Regions from separate parts of the Zea mays genome. Here all the other regions are linked to region 1. A link is a contact called in public Hi-C data. All regions are on one chromosome and are shown on one strand. Each heading gives the region's core, a stretch centred on a gene start, on an enhancer-like site or on the middle of the called end of the contact. The rest is flanking DNA. Distances are from core to core; before and after follow the strand shown. Region 1 holds the start of LOC100383971 (chaperonin10). Region 2 holds the start of LOC100272705. Region 3 holds the start of LOC103654204.

Evidence for each region. Hi-C and Micro-C count contacts between places; a contact is called where the count stands out from the background.
Region 2: a Hi-C map of root tip shows a contact between it and region 1, with 3 times the contacts expected there. The contact joins the promoter of LOC100272705 here to the promoter of LOC100383971 in region 1. A contact is called at or near these places in 12 of 25 Hi-C or Micro-C datasets (bundle sheath, ear, endosperm and 5 more).
Region 3: a Hi-C map of ear shows a contact between it and region 1, with 2.0 times the contacts expected there. The contact joins the promoter of LOC103654204 here to the promoter of LOC100383971 in region 1. A contact is called at or near these places in 3 of 25 Hi-C or Micro-C datasets (bundle sheath, ear and leaf).

Annotation. Positions count from the first base shown.
Region 1 is chr4:181,555,569-181,558,282 of Zm-B73-REFERENCE-NAM-5.0, reverse strand. It overlaps LOC100383971 (chaperonin10), which reads right to left and starts at 1,433. Exons shown (of 5, transcript NM_001176584.1): 1 at 1,214-1,433; 2 at 473-652; 3 at 188-343; 4 at 1-50. The coding sequence starts at 1,390. It overlaps MIR164f (microRNA MIR164f), which reads right to left and starts at 2,702; the gene lies at 2,595-2,702.
Region 2 is chr4:181,697,297-181,699,996 of Zm-B73-REFERENCE-NAM-5.0, reverse strand. LOC100272705 reads right to left here and starts at 1,280. Exons shown (of 5, transcript NM_001147158.1): 1 at 625-1,280. The coding sequence starts at 1,062.
Region 3 is chr4:181,787,606-181,790,305 of Zm-B73-REFERENCE-NAM-5.0, reverse strand. LOC103654204 reads left to right here and starts at 1,328. Exons shown (of 2, transcript XM_008681036.3): 1 at 1,328-1,844. The coding sequence starts at 1,576.

The sequences.
Region 1 (2,714 bases), core at 184-2,683:
GTTTCCGTAAGCAGTAGGCCTCCTGGAGTTTTGTCTTCAGCTTCAGCAACCTACCAGAAGAGACACGTCATGCAAACACAAGGGTGAGCCAACCTGACCAGCGATGCATACTTTTACTGGAACAAGCACAAATACGACGAGACTGTGTAAACCAGATGTCAAGACCGAATAAATATGAGATCACCACCTTGATTAGAACACGGTCGTTCAGAGGCTTCATGTCTTTCACGTCATCAGTTTCTAAGATACCTATAACGTCATCCTCTTTGAGAACCAGATGGCTGTGATCGTTCAACGCGACCTCGGTTCCAGCGTACTTAGAATACACAACCTGAGCTCCAACCTGAAGTGGTAGCAAATGCACATGTTAGCATGTACTCTCTTTTTCGTGCCGACAATGGGGCAAAGCTTGCTTGTATTAAGGACTATGACACCAGAGCAAGATACACAGATAATTCAGATGGAAACAGACCTGAATGCTGACATCAACTTTCTTATCCCCAATTATCCTTCCTTCTCCAACAGCAACTACCTCGCCACCTTGAGGTCTGGACTGAGCAGTCGTAGGGAGCAAGATTCCACCAGTTGTCTTCTCCTCGGAAGAGTTAATCTTTACAAGCACTCTATCAGCCAAGGGCTTAAGTGTTGTATACTGCAATGAATAACAAGGCATAGTGTTTATTCCTGCAAAGCATTAAAAATAGACTCTACAAAGCAAATGAAATTATCTGTGCCCAACAGCAGAGCCAAGAAAATATTAAGTCTCTATTCAAAATTATAAAATGTTTTGGCTTTTCTAGATACATAGCTTTTGCTATGCATTTCGATACACTATGTAAATTCACCACATGTAAGCATGGAGTAAGGTGCAATTCACCACATGTAAGCATTAATGAAACCACAACCATACATTAGTGTAACTTAATCCACAACACAGATACCAGAGTTTCGAATTCTAAGAAGCTAACCATAACCTAACAAACCAGCATTTCAAAACCCCAACCGTTTTGCCTCTATTCCGTCAAAACCAAAGCCAAAGGAACCTAGTCAGTACCTCAGCGTTCACCAAAGACTCTCATCGATAACTTTTCGCTCTGCTGCCTCGGTAAGCATATGCAACAGCACGCAATTCGGTAATAGCCAATAACCCAACCCACTAACACCATTCCCCCATGAAAACAGCACCATCAAGCTACATTGCCTGGCCACGCACCTTGGGGGCGACGACGGTAGCGGCCCTGACGACGAGGCCGCGGAACGCCCGCCGCGCCGGGCAGACCTCGCCGAAGGTCAACGTAGAGCGAAGCCGGAGCGCACCGGTGGAGGCCTTCCCCTTCACAGAGAAGGCCGCGGCACCGACCCCCGCGCCGGAGACCTGCACCGACGCCATTCCTCGAGCAGATAAACCCTAGCGGATAGCACAGAGGACAGCAAGAGCGGCGGAAGACGCAGAGGAGCTGGAGAAGTACTTTATCCCCAGGGAGACGCCACGATTCTAGCAGGCCCGTGGTGTAGCCCTCTTTTTACCCTGGAGGGGCTTCGACGCGGCCCACTAAACTCTGGGCTGAGAAGGCAGTCGTCTCACTGAGACTGGCCTGTGCCCGTTTAGTACTTTATTAGTTTCCTAATCGCGGTTTAGTATTCTTGTGTGGTTCTATATTGGAGAGTGAGTTTCTAGTTATAGTCTAATTTCACTATATAATCCACAAAATTAAAGTTTCTAAAAATACCCAACCAAATTACCCCACACTCATAACATCCATTAAATCCACTAAACAAATTACACACGGACTTAACTCACCATGGTTCAGATTGCTAGATAACCCTCTCTCACTTACTCAATCAAATCCAATAGATAATATCATTTAGATCATCTCTCATCCCTCCCCCTCCCCTGCGACTCTGTTGGAGCCTCCCCCTAGCCCGCGACTCGCTACACCCTCCCCTCACTCGTGTAGCCCGTCAAGCCCTCCCATCACGCCGCCGCCACCATTGATCCATCCCCTCGGTGAATTGTAGGGTTATCATGGATTATATGCTAGTATCACTATGTTGGGTGCTCCAAAGCTATCAAAAGAGGGACATACTAATCGAAACGGATGAGACATATATTTCATAAACCTATCAATATTTAATGTTGTTTTAAATTAAATTATTTTTGTACTAATAATATTTATTTAAACACTTATACTAATTACTAGTAAAATATTTAATCTAATTAACTTAAAACTAATCACTCAATGTTCCATTATAATTAGATTTACCAAACTCATATACTGAAAATCCATACTTATTACTAAATTAATCATGAAATGAAATCAATATTTATTAGTTTAATAATATAAATGTTATGAATATGGCCAACGAAAATTATACTCACAACATTCACAGGCGTACTCGGAGCGGAGTCGGAAGGGCCGATCGAGGCGAGAGTTAGCTTGCGTAGGTGTTTTATTAATTTCTTACCAGCCCGCCGATCGATCCACGCCGCCGGTGGTAATACGCGGTGCCCCATGCATGATCGATCGAGCCCTCCCAATCGCGAGGTGCACGGCCGGGGCCGGCGAACAGACGATGATGGGGGCGAGAAGCCATGTTGGAGAAGGAGCGCACGTGCTGCGACGACCACGTACGCGTGCAGCCACAGGCCAAGCTGCCCTAAGGCTTCGACTTGTCGGCGAGCACGTGCCCTGCTTCTCCAGCACGGTTTGCTC
Region 2 (2,700 bases), core at 31-2,530, 140 kb before region 1:
CAGAAAACATCACAATGCCAGTTAAATAAGCTCACAATCTGAAATGTGGGCATTTGTGCCCCCAAATAAGCACCATAGGCATCTACCAAACTCTGAATGCATGCTAGTCTAGAGTCAAGATGTTTTCAGCACAAAGTATCGCCGTTTTGTTTCATAAAATCTTTATGTTTTTGCAGAAGTGGTGAGTTCTTCTGAGAGAGTAGGATGCAAAATATTTGGATGACAAAATGGGAAGAATGAAAAACTGGTCGAAGGATTTCTGGAAAAGGACTCAAGATTTAGATGTGGAGGGCGTCCTTTAGTTTTGTTGTTAGTTGCTCTATGGTTTTTGTTTGTAATAGTTCGCTTGCCGTTAGGGCCGGTTTCTGACGTTTTGGAGGAGTGTTTTCTTGTTTTCGCATGCTGGTAAACCCAGCAGCAATCAATTCATGATGTTTGTCGTCAACTAGCCAAATCATAAACTATTCTACTGGAGAATAAGTTAATAACTAAGCAATTTCCGCACGACATGAAAGCAGCATTAACTTTTGGTTGGAGGCTTGGAGCGTAGAAAATGCACACGAGAAGATCTATCTAATTACTAAAGCCCCACGGATAAGTTCATAGAAACAGTAAACTCTTTACCGTAATGCCAAGGATTTCCGCGCCCTCGGCAAGAAACAGCGTCATGTGGCTGGTGAGGTTGAAGGGTGCCGTGAGCCAGCGCCCGGGTGGCACATTGAGCTGCCCGCCGCCTCGCTCCGCGAGCGCCGCGATGGCCTCGACAGCACGCTCGAACGCCGCGGTGTTGACCGCCCGGCCGTCCCCGACGGCGCCGAAGTCCGTGATGTTGTACGCCGTGGGGCGGAGCCGCGGCGCGGGGCGCGGCGGCGGAGGCGGCACCGACAGGAGCCTGAGGTACCCTCCGCCGCCGGCGCTGCCGAAGGACATGGAGGCGCTCTGCCATAGGAACACGAGCGCGAACCCGACGACCCACGCAGCGGCGAGCAGCGCCTTGTTGGCCGCGACGAAAGCGACCGCGCCACGGCGCTGGTAGAGCCTCCCCCCGCCCGTGTCCACCATCGCGCCGTGCGGTCCCTGCGTGCCCCCCTGTAGCAGGCGGCGGCACGGCGGGGCTCCGCTCCTCCGAGATCTCGCGACCTAGGTCGGAAACGGCAAAGCGCGGCCTTGGCTCAGTCGGTGGCGCAGGGAACGAGGGTCTCGTGCTCCCGGGGGAAGGCGGGCCGTGGGGGAGGGGGTCGGTGTGGGAGGGCAAGAATTTCCGCCATCGGAGGTTGGTGAGGAGGTTTTATAGGATGCGGCAGAAGCCGTTTGAGTGAAGCCGACGCGATAGGTGGTGGGATGGCTGCCGCATTGGGCCTGTGCTCCTGGCTCCTCCCCATCTTGGGTGGTTGTGTACTTGTGTGCGCCGCCGGGCAGTGGAAGAAGATGGCCAAAATTACTATGCTGCCACTGTGAACCCTGGATACGTATGGGCCCTTGGATGGAGATCGAACGGTGAAAGATACGTATACTTTGTTCTTGTTGATGATGATGGATTAACCTGCTTGGTGCAGGCGGTACGAGTAGGGGTCCTTGGCTGCCCCTTAAACTATACATACAATACGTAGTTGTCCCCCCACACTAAGGTTTGAGTTTATTTTAGATCAACCTTTAATTGAACAACCATTGTTATCGGTTGTGAAAACTTACGTTTGTGATCTCATTTATACATCTGTTGGTGCCATTTTCATTGCGCTGTATATTTTCGAGTTTTTTTTTTTGCTTGTGTTGTTCGTTTGACATACATGGATTAGGTTTGTTGGCGAGCTTAACTGAATTACTGACAAAGTTTCGTAGTGCTTCAAGCCCCTCTACCGCTGCCGAGTCTACGAAATCTCGCTAGAGCTTCTTCTAAAATTTTAAGCGTATATATATAACGTAGAAGGTACTTCTATACTACAACGATTTAGTTCAATCCATTCTAAAAAAAATTATGGCTCCGTCACTGGATATGTCGTGTTCCACTAAAATGAAAATGATTTATAATATGATGGAAGTTCGAAAAAATCGTCTCTACCCCCCACCCCCCAAACAAATTTTCTTGTAGTTGGACAACAAGACATGCAAAACAGCAAAGGTCTCCGTTCTTGCTTTTGTTCTTCATTCAGGTGGCAGCTGCTGGCGGCTAGGCTACTCACGGCAGCATCGTAGTACAAGGCCTTTTTTCTCCCTGCAGCTCATCCACATTGCAGATTTGCAGAGGGATAGTTTGGTGTGAGCTGGTGGCCATTTCGCCGTCTCCTCCTGACTTGGGTTTGACGCAGCCAGCATAGCAGGTGCTCGTGCTCGATCTTTTGGTGACGGAGACGGACGGGTGAGCCGTTCCTGTCGTCGTTAGGCGAATAAAGCTCGCCGCCGATCAGCATCACCACTGCAGCGGGTCAGGGAAAACACAACGCCCGTCCTTTGGGTTATCCTGTGCACCTACCTGACGTTACAGATGCATCGATTGCAAATGCTGCGGATGAGGGGCAAGGGGGCCAGTACAGCAGAGGCGACGAGCTTCTCGTCATCAACTTTAGTTTCTAGAACATGAACTGTGTAGATCGACAGAATGTATTCGTTCCGAGGGAAAAAAAAGATCCAAATTCTAAGGCCTTGTTCGTTTCTGTCGGATTGGTGGGTCGGAACGATTCTTGACCGGATTGCTTCTCTAAT
Region 3 (2,700 bases), core at 79-2,578, 230 kb before region 1:
CCTGACGAGCTTCCTCTCTCCAAGGTAGGCGGCCAGTGATACTCCAAACTGATGCAGCCTCACGGAAGTGATACATGGTACTGCATCAGCAAAATATTCAGTTGGAACGTGACGGCCAGTGCTACTCCAAACTGCTTCCTCTCTCCAAGGTACCTACGACATGCATCATACACCCCATACCGCGCTGATCTGATGAAGGGAGGAGCGCAGTGTAGATCTGCTGGCGACGTGGAGGAGGAAAGGGGGCGGCGGCAGAAGTAGAACCGGTGGAGGAAAAAAGGGCCGACGAGGGAGGAGAAGAGGGGGGCGGCCAGGAAGGAGATGAGGCGACGATGGATTCACCTGACTCAATGGACGGCGACGAAGCTCCTCGCGGCGGCGGCCGGATGGAGGAGATATTTCTAGTATATTGGTATCTATAGATGTCCAAACAGTGCGGGCCGCCCGTTTGGCCCGTGGCACGGCACGAATTTAGCCCGGTCCAAACAAGGCCCGGCACGGTCGGTTACGGGCCCGAGCCGGCACGGCCCGTTTAGCGGGCCGGGTATGGGCACATACGGCGGCCCGCGTGCTTTGGCCCGGCCCGGCACGATAAATGGGTCGGCACGACGGCGGCCCGCATATTTATGTAAATACTAAATATGTAAATCTCTCGTAGTATGTAAATACTAAATACGCGGCCAAACATATATAAAATGCATACATAAATATAAAATGTATACATAAATATTTTGTTGTCTTAATATATATAAATAATATGTTATTATATATGATTAATTATGTTAAATATATGTATTTATATACCGTTCTACTGTTGGTTCGGGCCAGTGCCCGGCCCGGTCCGTTGAGGCCCATCGGGCCAACGGGCCGGCCCGGCACGATTTTTCCCTATGCGTGCCGGGTTTGGGCATGTCTCTAGGCACGTGGGCCAGCCCGACCCGGCCCGAAGCATCAACGGGCCGTGCCTGGCCCGGCCCTATTCGTACCGGGCCGAAACGGGTTCGGGCCGGGTCCGTGCCGGGTGGCCCGTTTGGACATCTATATTGGTATCTTAAGGCTCCACGAACCACTCATCCTCCTCCGCTCGTCAACCAAATACCGCTCCGTTTCTTTTTATTTTTAGTTGTCGCAGGATAGTTTAATTTTCCACTATTCAACGACAACTAAAACGAAACGAAGAAGTACATCATAAATGAGAGCCAATTAAGATATTTGTTATGTATTATAGACTGTATTGTTTACAATGTAAAATTAAATATAGCTACGAGAATAGTTAAGAGGTTGAAGATAGCATAAGGGAAGTCTAAATGATGGTACGTAAACAAATGAGAAACAAATGAGAATGAAAAAAAAAGACCGAAAAAAACTGCTCACATTTTTTCCCAGCTCGTGCCTCCTTATAAAAAGGAGTAGTCGCCATCGGTGCTCGGCTGCTCGCCTCCCCCGCTCTTTCGGTTATTCCCGTGCGCGTGCGAGAGAGAGAGAGCGGAAGAAAGAAGAGACGGCGGCGGCGGCGGCGAAGGCGTCGGCTTCCGTTGGCAAGGCCACGGGAGGGCGCGAGCCATATCGATCGCAATGGAGAGCGGGCGCGGGCTGGGCGGCGGCGGCCACCGCGGCCATTGGTTCGGCCTCGTCGCCGACTGCGGCTGCGCGGCCTCGCTGGCGGAATCGCCCTGCCGCAGCGGCTCGTCTACGGTGGAGCGGGACAGCGACATCCCCGCAGAGGCGACGCAGCGGGAGTGGGACGGCGATGAGGTCGAGAGCGACGACGGCGAGGTGCAGAGCCCGTACAAGGGCTCCTCCTTCGACACCATGGACGTGCTCCAGGAGGCCCTGCCCTTCAGGTGAGCGTCTATTTCGCCAGGGGGGACGGATCTTGATCGGCCTGGTCGGCCTATTTGGGCGGCTCCCTCGAGGGATTTATGGTAATATTCAATAATTAGATATTTTCTATATTAAAATTCGAATATAAATCATAACCAACAATAAATAATCAGGTGTTTGTTCTACAACAATTAACCTAATAGGTTAATTAACAGTCTAATAAAAAAGGCAGCACACCTCTACCATATCTAACATAACAGAGATTAGATCAAATAATGCGTACTGATTAGACGTACTGGTAGAGGACATGCGTCGAAGCAGAAGGGTCGACGACGTCGGCGGTAGGGTCGACGAGAAGAACGCGAGCAGTCACGTGAAGATGCTTTCCAAAAATCTTATTCACCTCTCCCAGTGTAGGATCTCAAAGGCGATGAATGAGTTCCTGAGAACTGCTCTCTCGATTGCAGATGCACGTCGACGCTCGGGATGAAGAGTAGTACGATGACAACACAATTGTGAGCAGAGGCGAAAACTTAACTTAGGTTAGGATGCCTTGTGGCAAGGGCTGGCTGGCGCCTTATATAGGGCCACGTCCACGAACCGATAAGCTTGGGATCCGTTCTGATCGTGATCCGATAAGGACTCAAATTCTTATCTGGTTCCATCATTCCCTTGCCATACGTGGCCTTTTGTCATTTTCCTAGGATCTAATTGAATTTCTCAATTGGGCCAAGTCTATAAATCCAACAGGTAATGTGGCCACATGCAGTTTTACTTTGTCTTGTTGATAGACCTGATCATGGGTCATCCGATCCGACCAACCCAACCCGTCCGAAAAACCAGACCAAATCCGACCCGATCAATACGACGGGCGGG